Linked DNA regions of Mus musculus: all the other regions are linked to region 4. The links are chromatin contacts, called in public HiChIP or PLAC-seq maps. All regions are on one chromosome and are shown on one strand. The core of a region is the stretch at or near the end of the contact, and the rest is flanking DNA. Distances in the headings are between cores, read along the strand shown.

Region 1 (3,441 bases), core at 372-2,871, 220 kb after region 4:
TGGGAGGCCGGGTAAGGCCTGTTAACCCAGAAGCCTGCCTCCAATTAATGTGATATTGCTCCTTTAAAACCCTGTACGAGAACGGCCCGGCTGCTGCTGATCCCAAGGCTGCGGCACGGTAATTGTCACTTAGCCACTTAACTCCCCGCAGCCCGGCTCACACGCTCCTTGAGGTTTATCTCTCAGCCAATTACTGCTGTCATTTGCGTTTCAATGTGTGGAATCAGAGGCCAGGCCCAGGAATACAGCACAAGAGAAACCCCCTTGGGGGACAGGAGCCTACTAAGACCTAGTGGCTGATGGGGTGAGACACAAACAACCCACCAGGGTGGGAGTGGCCGAGGGGCTTCCTCGAAGGGGAGGCCCACTCCGGCTGGGCTGTGGTCCTTTTCGGGCCTCTTCACTGGGGCAACCGAGAAGACGAAACATCTCGCTTAAAACATCGCGTCGGTTCCAAATAATGATGGCGATAATTAAAAAGCAACAGAAATTTAGCTGTGGAGCGATTGTGGACAGGAGGCAAGGTAATGTACAGAAGCCGGTCACAATGAACGATTACTAAGTCAGGACAAGCAAGAGAGACAGAAGCCAAAGCAGAGAACCCTCATTTTAGGCCACACTGCTCTTTCAAGCAACGAGGGGGGGGGGGTGGAGTCAGGTAGTGGCGGGATGGGGGTTGGGGGAGGGGCACTTAACCCTTTGCTAGTTCCGCCCTAAAATCCCTGGGAACTTGGGAGCCTCCTCAGCTAGCCCTGAGTGGGCACACCAGAGCTTGCTTTTGTGGTCTCTTGGATTTTAGGTCGGTAGCAAGTCTCTGCCTTTTAAAAGAAGACATGTAGGCTTGGCACAGTGCCACCTCGATCCCCTCACTAGGCTGACTGAGGCTGGAGGATCCTGAGTTACAGGCCAGTCTGGGATACATAAGAAGGAGGTCTCAAAGCGTGCCCTGTCCTCCCCCCAAAACATTCCTTAAAGGCACAGCCAGGTATGAGATGAACCAGAAAAGAAAACAACAACAACAACCACCATTTATGAATCCTCCTGTGGAGAGTCAGGTTTGGCAAAGATGCCCTCCCTTGAAGGGTGAATGGAAGTGGATCTCAGCCTCTTAGGGTTTGGTTTTCTCTGCCTCCCACACAAAGGCAACATTTCCTGCACTGTATTATAGTTTTTATTCCTAAAGTTTTAAGCCATTCCTGTCTACCCAGGCAACTTTATAGCTGAAGTGAATTAACTTAGCTGGGGGTGGGGGGGGGGTCTTCATTTGGAAGTGGATCTACCTGAGGAATACACACATACACACACACACACACACACACACACACCCTGACCACACAAGGTAGAGAAAGAAAAGAAGCAGAGAAGAAAGCTGTGGGAAGGCAGCTCCCGCAGGACACCGTAGGACTACTGTGACGACGGACCAGCCGGAGGGGTAGGGAGCCAACTTCAGTCTGTGAGCCAGGAGGCTATAAGAAGCACGCTCCCTCTGACATTCCATCCTCCACAACTCCAGCAACCACAGGAGGAGGGCCTAAGCCGGAAGAGACCTGTTCTAGCTGGATCTATCTCCGCCTGTCTCTAGGTTGAAAATAAAACTCTGAACTTCTCTGCCAATGAGCTCTGCCAGGCCCGATGACGTCCCGGCACGTCAGTTCTATTTGCAGGCAAGGTCCCTGTGCACCAGGTGAGGAGGAGTCTGGGCAGAGGACTCTGGGATGGTGGGCCTGACTTCCCACTGTGCACAGCCGAGATCTGAAAAGAGCTGCCGGGGTGCTAGTAATTGCACACGTCAGCGAGAGCTGTGCAAAGGAGAGTGGGCTCAGAGAGAGCTAATTGCTATCCTCGGGCTATGTGCTCCTTGTTGAATACCAGAGCGGGAAATCTGATCTGTGCAAAGCAAAGGAAAATCACCAGTAAAATAAAACAAGGAGGCAGCCTGCCCACGCTGGCCACAGACTCCCATTTGTCCTTCCCTCATCTACCGTCATCCTTATTATTAAGAAAATCTATAAATCTGGAACTCTTAGATTTCTTTCTCTTTTCTGTCACTGGGGACAACTGAGCACAGAGACTGGCTCCTCAGATAATGGTGGCCCCAAATGAAGCTCCTAAGGATCCCGAGAGTCTAACTTTCTCCTCCTTTTCATGTCTGTTTGCAAGGATTTATAATCATCGTCATCACCATCATTATCGTCTAAGCAGAACCACCATTTGAACCTCTCCTTCCTTGCTTTCTCCCACTTCCTCGGTCAGTGTCTTAGCTCATTAATTCCTGGCTCTCTGGATCCTGAAGTGTGCGATAAGCTGCTCTTTTTCTTTTGTCTCAAGGCCAAAAAGACTTTCTGGAGAGGCAAGCTCCACAAGTCCGGCCCTCCCGGCCGTGAGTGACAGCTTAGAGGAGCTTTGGCAGCCTGCCACCGATAGCCAAGAACACAGAGCCGTCCAATCAGCAGCATGAATCCCTTCCTACTGCGACACGGGGGCAGCCTTTCTTCAGCTTGGCTGCTGACACCCAAGGATCTCAGAGTTGCCTCCGCCTGTGATCCTGCCTCTTCCTCAAAGGACCTCACAGTGTACGGACCTTGGGTTCATCCTTCTGCGGTGGTTCCGTCAGATTCAGTTTAATCATGGGAAGAGCTTTAGCTCCTCCCACTTCACACTCCACGCATTTCCTGCTCCCCCTGTCTTGACAGAGCAAAAATCAATGACTCTGCCACTGTGGGTTATCCAGGGTGATAGCAAGAGCCTGTCTTGGATCTCAGTGCCTCCCCACAGACCTGCACACCCCAAACTGGAAACCATGAGTTCTTTCTAAAGAGACCTTTCTAAAGAGACTGATGGTCCACCAATCCTTCAGGCTGGGCTCCTATTCCCTCCTCATCTCCCATCTCTAAAAGCAAAAGCTTTTTGCATTTTATTTCACTCACATTTCTCAAATCCAGCTCCCAGCACCCTGAGATGAGGGCACAGCCCCTTAGCTCAGCCCCGAGCCCTCCTCTGTGTCTCTTGCCCAACACCAGGAGAGAGCTAACACTAATGCCCCACTTGTTCCAAGGCCTTCCGCGTGGCATCTGAAAGCTGTTCCCTTCCAGTATCGCCAAGCTTAGTCCTGCCTGCATCAATCTCCTGCTGCACTAGGGATCTCCCATGCCCTGCTCAGTCTCCGTTATTCCTCGTACCACTTCACCCAGCTAAACCCACGGCTTTGCTCAAGAGCTCCCCAACTGCATGCTGGGCTCGGTGATGCTCTTCCTGGCTCCTGGAACTCTAAGACACATCTCTGTCATTGCACGGAGCTCCTCCGGATTGTGTCCACTCTCACAGTCTAGCCTCAGAACCTAGTGACACACCGTGGACACCTGTTACACACAGGAGACTCTCAGCATTTGGGATATTGGATTTGGACTTTCAGATTACTGGGTAATGCCATCTGTTTCTTAC
Region 2 (3,681 bases), core at 409-2,908, 140 kb after region 4:
CAAGCCACTGCCCCTTCTAATGATAAGGATTTCCACTGGCTTAAGGAATAGGTTCCCCCACTGACCTCCTCTGCCTGTGTGTCTGTATATGTGTGTATCTCTGTGTGTGTGTCTGTGTGTGTGTGCCTGTGTGTGTATGCATGTCTGTCTGTATATATGTATGTATGTATGTATGTATGTATGGGTCTATATGTCTGTGTATATGTTTGTATGTCTGTATGTGTCTGTATGTCTGTGTCTATGTTTGTGTGTATGTCCGTGTGTATGTTTGTGTGTCTGTCTATATGTATGTGTGTCTGTATGTCTCTGTGTATATGTTTGTGTGTCTGTATATCTGTGTGTGTATGTGTCTATGTGTCTGTGTGTGTATGTATGTTTTGTATGTCTGTGTGTATGTCTGTCTGTGTATGTTTGTATGTCTGTGTGTATGTATGTATGCATGTGTCTGTATGTCTGTGTGTATGTTGTATGTCTATGTGTATATGTGTCTCTGTGTATGTATGTGTATGTATATGTTTGTATGTGTGTGTCTGAGTGTGTGAGAGAGAGAGAGATGAAAATGGTAACAAAGACATAAGCCCCTCCTTCCCCGTGGCTCTATTCTGCAGCTCCAGATGTCTTTCTACCTACTGAGTTAAGAATTAGCAAACAGAACAGAATGGTTTTAGGTTCTTTAAGAGTTTAGAATGTCTTGTGAAGTAAAACAAATGATTACGGGGACCAAAGAGCCTGTCCAAAGTCCTACATGAAAAAGGAAGGTGGTGAGTGGAGGTGCTCCCTGCGGAGGCCAGAGGCTCCTCACAGTGGAGAGTCCCTTGCTGTTTCCTGCTTAATTTCAAAGATAACCAGGTGGGGGGAGGCCTGTTAAAGTTACACACACACACACACACACACACACACACACACACACACACACGGGGAGGGAGAAGGAGGAGGAAGAAGAAGAGGAAGAGAAAGAGAAAAGAGAAGAGACACACACAGACACACACAGGAAAACAGGTTAATACCCCCAGGATTCCCAATCATACTTGACAGACAAGAGATTGAGGATTTGACAAACAATGTGCATAAAATCTTCCTTAACCTAGAAAACACTCAGAGGAGAGGGGAAAAAAATCAACTCAGGAGAACCGAGGTTTTAAAAGTAAACTGTAAGAAAGGAGGAATGAAATCATGCTTAGCAGACACACCAGGCTGCAGGAGCTAGAGCCAGCACTGAGACAGCTCCTGTGGCCTCGCTCTGTTTACAGAAAAACCACTACCCTACAGCTGAGGGAAGGGTGTCAGGAGAAGGGGGTTGCTCTTTTCAATAACAACAGATTGGAAAAATACTTCAGTGTAGTCAGACAACAAAGGAAACATCTTCTCTAACTGGAGAGATGCAGCATGAGTACATTTCACCCACCCTTCTGCCTCCCAAAGGAGGTTAGAAAGAGAAAGCAGAAAAACCCCCAGCCTGGAGCTGAACCTGGATACTGAGCAGCAGAAACATCTGTAGGGAGGTGGGCTCCTATTGAGTAGGACTGAAGAAGATGAGGGCCCTGCATGGGAGTCGGGCTGAAGTAAAACGCAGTTCAAGTTTACTCGCTTTCAAGCTCTGCAAACAGGAGGGAGCATGGGCCCTGTCACTCCCCCGTACAGTCTGAATCATCAGTCAGCTCCCAGTAATGACAAGACATAGCCCTGTGGCATAACTCAACCTCAAGATTGCTGTGGGAGACAGCGGCCAGTTTGAAAGCACCAGGTGAGTAAACACATCACATGCCCCTGATCTTCAGTTTTAGGCTGTGGACACCCATCATTTGCTCAAAGGTTACGGCAGAATGTCTGTGCGAAGGTTTTCTAGGTCGAAGTGGACTTTCTGGAATAAGCTGACTCTTTTTATTACAACAAACGAGATGCTGAAAAGTATTCTTCTACCTTGGCACTAGTTCTAAGGTGCCATGAGCAGAGGGGACAGATCCCTCTCCTGGCTGCATGAGTAAACAAGAAGTCACCTAGGGACATTTCAAGATACGTGGTCAGGCAGTAAAAGGACTGTTGGGATGCTATCTCATTCAACTGGGGCACTTCTGTTAGCCTTGAAAAGGTCAAACAATGGTGAACCTAGTGTCGACCAATGCAAATCAGAGTCCCATCTTCTGCCAAATTAAAATAACAAAACAGAAAATAATAATACCACAGGACTTTAGTAGTCACTCCCATGGACCTACCCTTAGCCGGGCACTATGCTGAGAGACCTGTATTTATCAACATACCTAATCTTCCCAAGAGACCCATATGCCAGGGAATATCAACTTAGTTACCACTGAGAAATTGAACCCTTGATGAAAGTGGTAAAATGGGTGCTTCGATCCCCCAACTCCTGGCACAGAAGCTCATGTGTTGAAGGCTCCATTGGTAGTAGGACATTTGTTTTTGTTTTTTAAAAAAGAGTTAAGTCATTGGAGGAATATCCTTGGAGGTCCCTGGAACCCTGGGTCTCTGGGACCCTGGCCCTTCCTAGGGTCTCTCTTTCACTTTCTAGTGACCACAAGGTAAGATATTTTCTTTTTAACATATTTTCTCCAACCTGGAATACTGCTTTGTCATAGGCCCAAAGACAGTGGGGCCTGATCATGGACTGAATCCTTAGTAACTGTGGATTCAAACCATTTCTTCTTTAATTGGCAATGACCCCAGGTGTTTTGTCACAGTGAGGGGAAACTGATGCAACTGGGAGAGAGGCAAGTGACAGCTTCGAAATGATCGATGTGAGGTCACAGATACTGTGAGACAGAGCGTGGTCCCACACAGGGTTGGGGCACACACAGAAAACATAGAAGGACCCTTGTCTGCATTTTGCTGAAGCATCCTTGCTCATAAGTTGCCGTAGGCACCAATTTGCACACAGAGAAAAGTAAGACACCGAAGAACAAGGGCTAAGAAGAGGACATAGGATTAAGAGTTTGAAGAGCTGGCTGCAGCTGAAATCCTGCCATCATCAACTTGAAGAAAATAATCTGTACTCATTAAAAAGCAGAAAAACCTAAGTGGAAATAGAACAGGCGGGTCCTTCTTAGAAATCCTGATCATTACGGCCGTTGCTTCCTGGTACTCATCTAATGCCAGTTCCTAGTAGCTGAAATAATAAGGGGTTTGAAACGCACAGCAAAGCGAGGATAGGAACTGTTAGCTTATATAATTATTTCAGGGAAGGCCATGTAAGCTATCTAGAAGGAGAAAATGACCACTGTTCTGGAACTGCGTCTTTGGACTTCTCGGCCATCTTGCACATGTACGTACATGTGCGTTTACATGTATGCACGTGCACATGGAAAAGCCAAAAAACAACACATTGTCCCTCAGTGGTAACCCATCCTGTGACCCTGGATGGACCCTTCTGTCTCTGCCTCCCAGGCACTGGGGTTACAGACCTGTGCCACCACACCTGGCTTTTTACAAGGGTGGAGAGCTCCCTGCAGTGCTTGGATGGCAAGCGTAGAACCAAGGGAACTATCACCGGGGCTTCTTCTGTATTAAATGAGCTGTTTGGAACTGAATGGGGTATATGATCCAGCACTATTTTAAAGCCATCAAATCAGGCAGCCTGGGAACGACCCGCTGGCTGTGTACTTTCATGGCAGCTAACTGAGAGTCAGGGTAGCAAGGTGGTAGTCTCATGGCGCCCCAGCCCTGACC
Region 3 (3,179 bases), core at 278-2,777, 160 kb before region 4:
GTAGTCTGTGTTCTCTTTGCTGACATTGTCTGACTTAGCTCTCTGCTGGCCTTGGCCATTACTCTCCCTGAAGACAGGCTTTTATCATGCCATGATTCTTAATAAACTGGCTTGGCATAAGTGACCAGCCGGTACAGACCTCCCTGGCCCAGCTTTGGTCTTTCTTATCCCTGGTCCTTCCACTCAGTGCCTCACTGTTATATCTGTTGGTTCAGATAATATACATACAACAATATATATTTAAAAAATAAAACAAAGCCTAGTTTTGTAGGCTTTTGTTGCTTCCACAGCAATATTCTCATGGTAGGATCACATACAAATTTTGTCTCTGCAGAAGGTCAGTAATGTCCCTGAGTGAAGCCCTGAGGAGACAACCAGCTGTGATCTTCTACCTTTCTAGAGGTAGTACCTATTTATGGCAGGATTAATCTGCCTCAAAAGAGATGCAAAAGGTTTCTGGTGAGTTGGGGACAGGGGCATGACAAGATTGACACTGGGGAGCCTTAGTACCCTGTTGGTACAAGGTCAAGGGCATCTTTAAGCCACCTGAGGAATCTAGCATGGACAGGCATGGCCTCCTGGGCAAACATGATCTTCTCCACCCAGACAGCTATGCATCATCACCAGGCTCGGGCCCAGCCCCCCAGGGCAGATGGTGTCTCTCAGACCCTTTGCATTGAACTTTGCTCCACCCTGTAGATGTGGTTAAACACCTCAGGACCCTAGAGCAGGAACTACAGATGCTCGAGGACCAGAGGCCCCACGTCCCCAGTGAAAGAGAGCGTCAAAAAATGACTAATAAGGCAGAGCAGGTGCGTAGGCTTCAGGCTTTTATTTATTTTTAATTTGTCTCTTAGGAGCTGGAGTTGAGGAATTGGGAGAGATCGGGGTGTGTGTGTGTATTTGGTAAAAAAAAAAAAAGACAGTAACTCAGTAGGCAGCTCAAGAGGGTCAATCTGGAGTCTTTGTGTGTGTGTGTGTGTGTGTGTGTGTGTGTGTGTGTGTACACAAGAACACTTAATCCTAGATCTTCAATTTACTAGGTGAATCAAGTCATCTTAGCATAGATATGAAATTAGCATAAGAACTTCACACTAGGAATTAGAGAGATCTCAGAAAGGTTTTGGGCAGAGTGAAGGGCCAAAGAGCTGGTGAAGAGGCAGAGAAAATAGAGTAGCCCAGGCTCTGAGGCTGGAAGGCTCACCGCAGGGCGAGCTGGTGTGTTTGTGTATCTGTATGTCTGTGTAGGGTGTGTGTCTGTGTAGGGTGTGAGTCTGTGTAGGAAGTGTGTGTAAGGTGTGTGTCTGTGTAGGGTGTGTGTCTGTGTAGGGTGTGTGTCTGGGGTGTGTTCAGAAAGAAACAGATATGGTTCTGTGCCAGCAGCCCAGCCTTGCCTGCTTCTGTGGTTTTCTCTTCCAGTGCAAAGGTTGTTACTCAACCTTGAATCCTGCTTTTTTTTTCTTTCCCAATCCTGTTGACTCAACTCTGTTGCCTTTATAAAGGAGAAGACCAGCCCCTCAGGGTCCTAAAGCACCTATGCTCTTCATCTGACTTCCTACAAACAGTTCTGTGAAAGAGATCAGAGAGTGAAAGAAAGATGGCCGGGGATTCAAGCCTGCTGGCTGCAGTCTCTCTTCTCTCTGCCTGTCAGCAAAGTAAGAACACTGGAGCTGTGTGTGTGCACGGGTGTATGTGTGTGCACACGTGTGTGTGTGTGTGTGTGTGTGTGTGAGAGAGAGAGAGAGAGAGAGAGAGAGAGAGAGAGAGAGAGAGAGAGATTGCTTCAGTGTTTAGGTTTCATGCCTGCATTTTGTTGGTAGTTCTGGGTGCCCAGCAGACAGTTGCTCAGAGTGGCTTGCCCACTCCTTCCCCGAGATGGGTAGAATTTGAGGATGTTCTCTCTGGGATGTTGTGGGCCTCTGAGCCCAGTGACTCTATCATTTATGGTGACAGTTCATATCTCAGTGCCGGGAGCCCCAGGAGTCTCAGGCAGGGCCGTGAGCACATAAAAATGGAGAGCACAGACAGCCGTTAGGCATGTTCACCAGGAAACTATTCCTGTCTCTAAAGTTGGTTGTAAACATTTAAAGCATTTTTGTTTCGTTTTGTTTTGTCTTTAAGAAAAATTGCCCATGGCAGATTTGATCACCAGGGTAAAGTTCTGCAGAAATATGCAGTTTAGATTACATAATGAATTCTAAATATTACAAGATATCTCCACTAGGATGACTTCACATCCACCTCGGCCTGGATAAATGGAGACTCTGTCTGCCCAGGAGCGAAGTTCCTCAACTCATGCTACCTTCCTTCCATGCTTAGTGAACAGTTGCTTACCAAGAATGCCTGTTTATTCTTTCTGGGGTGCATCTTCCAGATACCTGGGTTGAGAGCTGGGGATAGTGCAGGCTGCACACCGCCGGGAGGAAATGACTGCTCTGTTTAGTGGGAGAGCAGGGTCTCCGCACTCGCGCAGTGGCTAGCCTAGCCAGTCTGCTTTGTGGATAAGGGAAACTGTGCTTTTGTGGACTAGAGCAGGAATTTGCTACCAACCCCTGGAGAATTTGGGTCTAAGCAAACAGTGTACCTTGGTCTTGCAGTTACAAGGGGGGGCAACAGGGACAAGGGCTACATGTCCCTTCCCACAGAGACTCTATCCCCACAGAGAGCCTTTTGTGTGTTGACTCATGCTGAGGACACTGTGTGCTGGGACCAGGCATGAGGCAGTTCGATGGTGATGGAAGACGAGAACAGGAAGAGAAGAGACCAGAAAAATGATGTTTGTGGCAGAAAAAAAAAGTTTAATTGTTGGGGGTGGATCGCAGAGAGAGAGAGGGAGAGAGAGAGAGAGAGAGAGAGAGAGACACGGAGACAAAGAGACAGAGAGATACTGTTTAGCCAGCCACTTCAACAGAAGTTTGTTGTTCACAGAATTAGGACACCTAATTCATTCAGGCTTTTAAGACAGACCCACCAAGATCTGTGTAGTCCACCTTTCCGGAAGTGCACCCGGACCTGTGTGGTTCAGCCTTCCGGAAGCTGACTGCTCCAGGCCAGGATTTTCTGCTTTTCCATCTCCTCAGCACAGAAAGTTAAACAGGATCCTGAGTAGGAAGTACCTCCGTGGTGACTGGCCCAGAATAGGTCCTTACCACTGTTCCCCTCCTAAACTTCTTATCTGC
Region 4 (3,327 bases), core at 232-2,731:
TCAGCCTTGATTTCAGCAGATGTTCTAACCCTATGCTAACCCTAATGTCCATGTGACCCAGGGGTGAGCATCTGGGTGGACTGGATGTGCCCTCCCAGGTCTACAGAATCAATGATGCTATACGACAGAGCACTGTATAGAACAATTCCTTCCATGTTCCATGTCGCCGCCAGAGACATTTTCATGGACAAACCCGCGCTGACGACTCATTGGTCCAGGAGTGGCACCAGAAGACTGCAGTGCCAAACCAGAGTCCCCAGGTCAAGAAATTTGCGTCTCAAGTGATCACTATGCAATGTCACTTAGAGTAGGTGCTTTTGAGAGAACCAGGCCACTCGTGTGCTGCACGCTGGAACCACGGATGTGGGTTACCTAGGCTTTATCTAGATGGCAGCTGTCACACCGGTTATTCTGGTAGGATGGCCTGCTGTGTTTGTTGGCTCTAGCCTAGGTGGGGAATCATGGACTTACTCTAGGACATATGGTCACGGTTCTCAATCTCCCTCCACAGCCTCCGAACTTTTGCTAACTCATCCATGTGCTCTCGCCCAGAAGAAAGGGAAACCAAGCTTACTTAATCGCTGACCTCCATCCACATTCAATTTGAGACAATGGATTTGAGCCTGGAAGTCTGTGTCTTAGGTGCCTTCAGCAGTAGAGACGGGCACATTCCGATGGCTGAGGCTTCCAAGAGAGCTGTTTGAGGATGAATGGGGTGTCGCTGGAGCAGGTGTTATATATTAAGTGATCCTGTCCTCCTTCTATTTGAATATGAGCCTCATCCCATGCTACCTGCTGGTAGGTAATAAATCTCAGGGCCTGACACTTCTGGAGGTCTGGGCAAATGAAGCTCCCGCAAGATAAAGTGCATTTCAGGCAAAGAGATGAACCGGTGTCAGAACAAAAACTTTATCAATGCATATATCAGAGAAAAGAAAGCTGTCCTCGAAAAATGGCTTCAGGAGGGCTTTACAGTTAGAGTCATTTCCAAAAGGCCCCTCTTCATTTTCTGCCTCTTTTACAGCACACATACTAGATTGATCAGCCTAGGCACACACCTGCATCAAAGCAGACTGGCCTTTTCTATTATGTATTTTTTAAAAACACAAGAGATTCAACCAAGAAGGGAAAATAATCAAAATATGATGTTTCATAGTGCCCAAACCTTGTGTTTTGTAGCCACTTTATAAAGGTGTATAAGCACACATTCCACACTTCTAAAGTCTGCTATGATTCAGGGAGACTAGCTCAGGTTAGTAAAGAAGAAATTACTGGTTTTAATATTCATCTGGCAGCACAAATTTTTATGAGGCCATAGGAATGCAAAATAAACTCATAATGAGAAAAATAATTATAGGCTTCTTCATCTAAGAGCCTTATAAAAATGGTTATATCCCAAATGAAGGCTCAGGAACTCTGAGTCACCCTTCAGGGCTGTTTACATAGCATTCCGCCCGAGTGTGCTGCCATGTGCTGTCTCCGTCAGGGCCTGTTTGCTAATGGAATTCCACGGGCGCCTGCGTCTTTCAGGATCAATACATCCCTACAAAACTGCCGCTGAGCACCTGTTTGGGGGCAAGCCCTTGTCTAAGGTTTCAGTACCTGGGAAGGAAAAGAGCAAAGGAAACAGGCACCCAGCACAAAGCATGTTCTATAACCCGGACGCCTGTCGGTTGGTCTAGTTAGAGGCGGCAACAGAAAGACTAAGGCTTTGATTGTATGTGAAGTTCCAATTCAAAAGGGAGAAGAGAAGAGGACTCTGGGAAGGTGCATCCTGATGACGAAAAGGTGTGGCTAAGCACCTGCAATGCCGGGAAGCCTTTGTGGGCCTCAGCTCTCTCCTCCAGCTCACAGTCCTTCTGGGAAGGCTGGGTGAACATGGCTGCTCCGTCAACCGTCGCTGAGAGGAGAGGGAATGGATGGCTCCATCTTGATGCTCTCTACATAGGGTAAGGTAGACTCCAAGCCACCCGTCCGAGGCATGTGAAATTATGAAATGGGTGAAGGAATTGGAGTGACAGGGCAGCCATGCAAGGCCTGGACCTTCAAAAAGGCAACCCTACACTTGTAAATGTCGGGGACTACTGGGATACTCTGGCACCCCATCCTATCCATTCGGAATTAGCACATCAACAGTCATAGCCTTTACTATTATTGGGGGATATAATCTGTAACTCTAAAGAAACCGCAACTAATAAACCATATCTGAATGATGTTTCGTAACATTAACAGATGCTTAAGGCAACAATAAATCTAACGCACAAAAAGGAGGAAAATTGGTTTCTCAGTGTTGATGTAGTTCTGAATTTTAAATTCTAGTAGTGGAAAAAAAACTGAATGAAAACCACCACAAGGCAACAGAAAGACAACATCAAAGAGGGTTAATTAGCATAACGAAGCATTGTGACTTAAACAATGAATGGGACCTGAAGCAAGGAGGCGCCACAGATATTAGCGATGTTAACACCAAAAAGAAAGGAGAGAGAAGTCAGCTTCCTCTACAGTTGGTTGAGTGTGGGCAGAGGTGGGGCGGGCAAACACTCAGAGATCAAAGAAGACAGGCTAGAGAACTGTGCCCCCTGTAGGAGTCCAGTAAAGATGGAGGTCTCAGTATGTGCTCTTGACTCATGGCACCTGCAAAGCCACAGTGACAAGGAGACAGGCAATGAAGGGGAAGCTTGCTTGCTCCTGCACAAGATGGGAGTCTCCCCACACCATGCCCCCATGAGCCTGAACGGAACGTCTCGTCACAAGAGTCTCATGCTGGTTGGTGTTTAAGAAACCAATAAAAGGCTGTAGGGATGTAGTGTGCAACTCAGGCATGGGAACATGAGTTGGAATTCCCAGCATCCATGTGAGAAAAGGCAAGGGGTGGTGTTCACACCTCTATAACCCCGAGGTGAGGAATGTGGAGAGGAGGTACTTACTTGGTACTTACTGACCTAGTCTCAACGGGTAAAACTAAGAGACCCCGTCTCAAAAAACAGAGGCGAATAGTGACAGAGGAAGACGACACCTAAGGTTGATCTCTGGCTTCCGCATGCATGCCCACGCGCGTGAACACACATGCACCATATAATATAAGCTTGCGTTCTCATAACGGGACTCAATACAGTGATAGCGGGTCTTCTTGCCTATTGTCTCCGTCTAAGAGTCATTGCCGTGCATCTTCACGATTTCAGAACTACAGAGCTGGGACATTAGAGGACATGGAGTGTGCTCATCAATTCATCAAGTGGCCATCGGGTCCTTATTTCCTCCCGCACAGGTTGTCGCCATCCTTGAGCAGCTGAGAATATTAGCGCATCCTTCCTGAGACGGAGCCCA

The links. HiChIP or PLAC-seq counts read pairs in DNA pulled down with a chosen protein or histone mark.
Region 1: a contact with region 4 is called in an HNF4G HiChIP or PLAC-seq map of pancreatic cancer cells. The contact joins two enhancer-like sites. A contact is called at or near these places in 6 of 115 datasets of contacts at active chromatin or transcription factors (bone marrow-derived macrophages, cardiomyocytes, embryonic basal ganglia and 3 more) and 1 of 9 other capture datasets (embryonic stem cells).
Region 2: a contact with region 4 is called in a FOXA1 HiChIP or PLAC-seq map of pancreatic cancer cells. The contact joins two enhancer-like sites. A contact is called at or near these places in 1 of 15 datasets of contacts at CTCF or cohesin (the NIH/3T3 cell line), 1 of 484 Hi-C or Micro-C datasets (the G1E-ER4 cell line) and 3 of 115 datasets of contacts at active chromatin or transcription factors (embryonic stem cells, extraembryonic endoderm stem cells and pancreatic cancer cells).
Region 3: a contact with region 4 is called in a FOXA1 HiChIP or PLAC-seq map of pancreatic cancer cells. The contact joins the promoter of Mgst2 here to the enhancer-like site in region 4. A contact is called at or near these places in 1 of 15 datasets of contacts at CTCF or cohesin (the NIH/3T3 cell line), 2 of 115 datasets of contacts at active chromatin or transcription factors (extraembryonic endoderm stem cells and pancreatic cancer cells) and 2 of 9 other capture datasets (embryonic stem cells and pancreatic islet).

What each region holds. Positions count from the first base shown.
Region 1 is chr3:52,044,645-52,048,085 of GRCm38.p6, forward strand. All of the region lies in intron 1 of Maml3 (mastermind like transcriptional coactivator 3), which reads right to left. Among named protein-coding and RNA genes, the nearest start is that of Maml3, 59 kb to the right of the region's middle. Within about 2 kb of position 1,622, at least 377 of the 459 cell types and tissues checked have an H3K27ac peak or open chromatin away from gene starts, as enhancers often do. A contact at or near this core is called in pancreatic cancer cells, where this site is marked.
Region 2 is chr3:51,964,398-51,968,078 of GRCm38.p6, forward strand. The region is part of intron 1 of Maml3 (mastermind like transcriptional coactivator 3); the gene reads right to left. Among named protein-coding and RNA genes, the nearest start is that of Maml3, 140 kb to the right of the region's middle. Within about 2 kb of position 1,659, at least 54 of the 459 cell types and tissues checked have an H3K27ac peak or open chromatin away from gene starts, as enhancers often do. A contact at or near this core is called in pancreatic cancer cells, where this site is marked.
Region 3 is chr3:51,659,652-51,662,830 of GRCm38.p6, forward strand. It overlaps Mgst2 (microsomal glutathione S-transferase 2), which reads left to right and starts at 1,528. Exons shown (of 5, transcript NM_174995.3): 1 at 1,528-1,655. The coding sequence starts at 1,598.
Region 4 is chr3:51,824,245-51,827,571 of GRCm38.p6, forward strand. All of the region lies in intron 2 of Maml3 (mastermind like transcriptional coactivator 3), which reads right to left. Among named protein-coding and RNA genes, the nearest start is that of Gm46803, 120 kb to the left of the region's middle. Within about 2 kb of position 1,482, at least 14 of the 459 cell types and tissues checked have an H3K27ac peak or open chromatin away from gene starts, as enhancers often do. A contact at or near this core is called in pancreatic cancer cells and pancreatic islet, where this site is marked.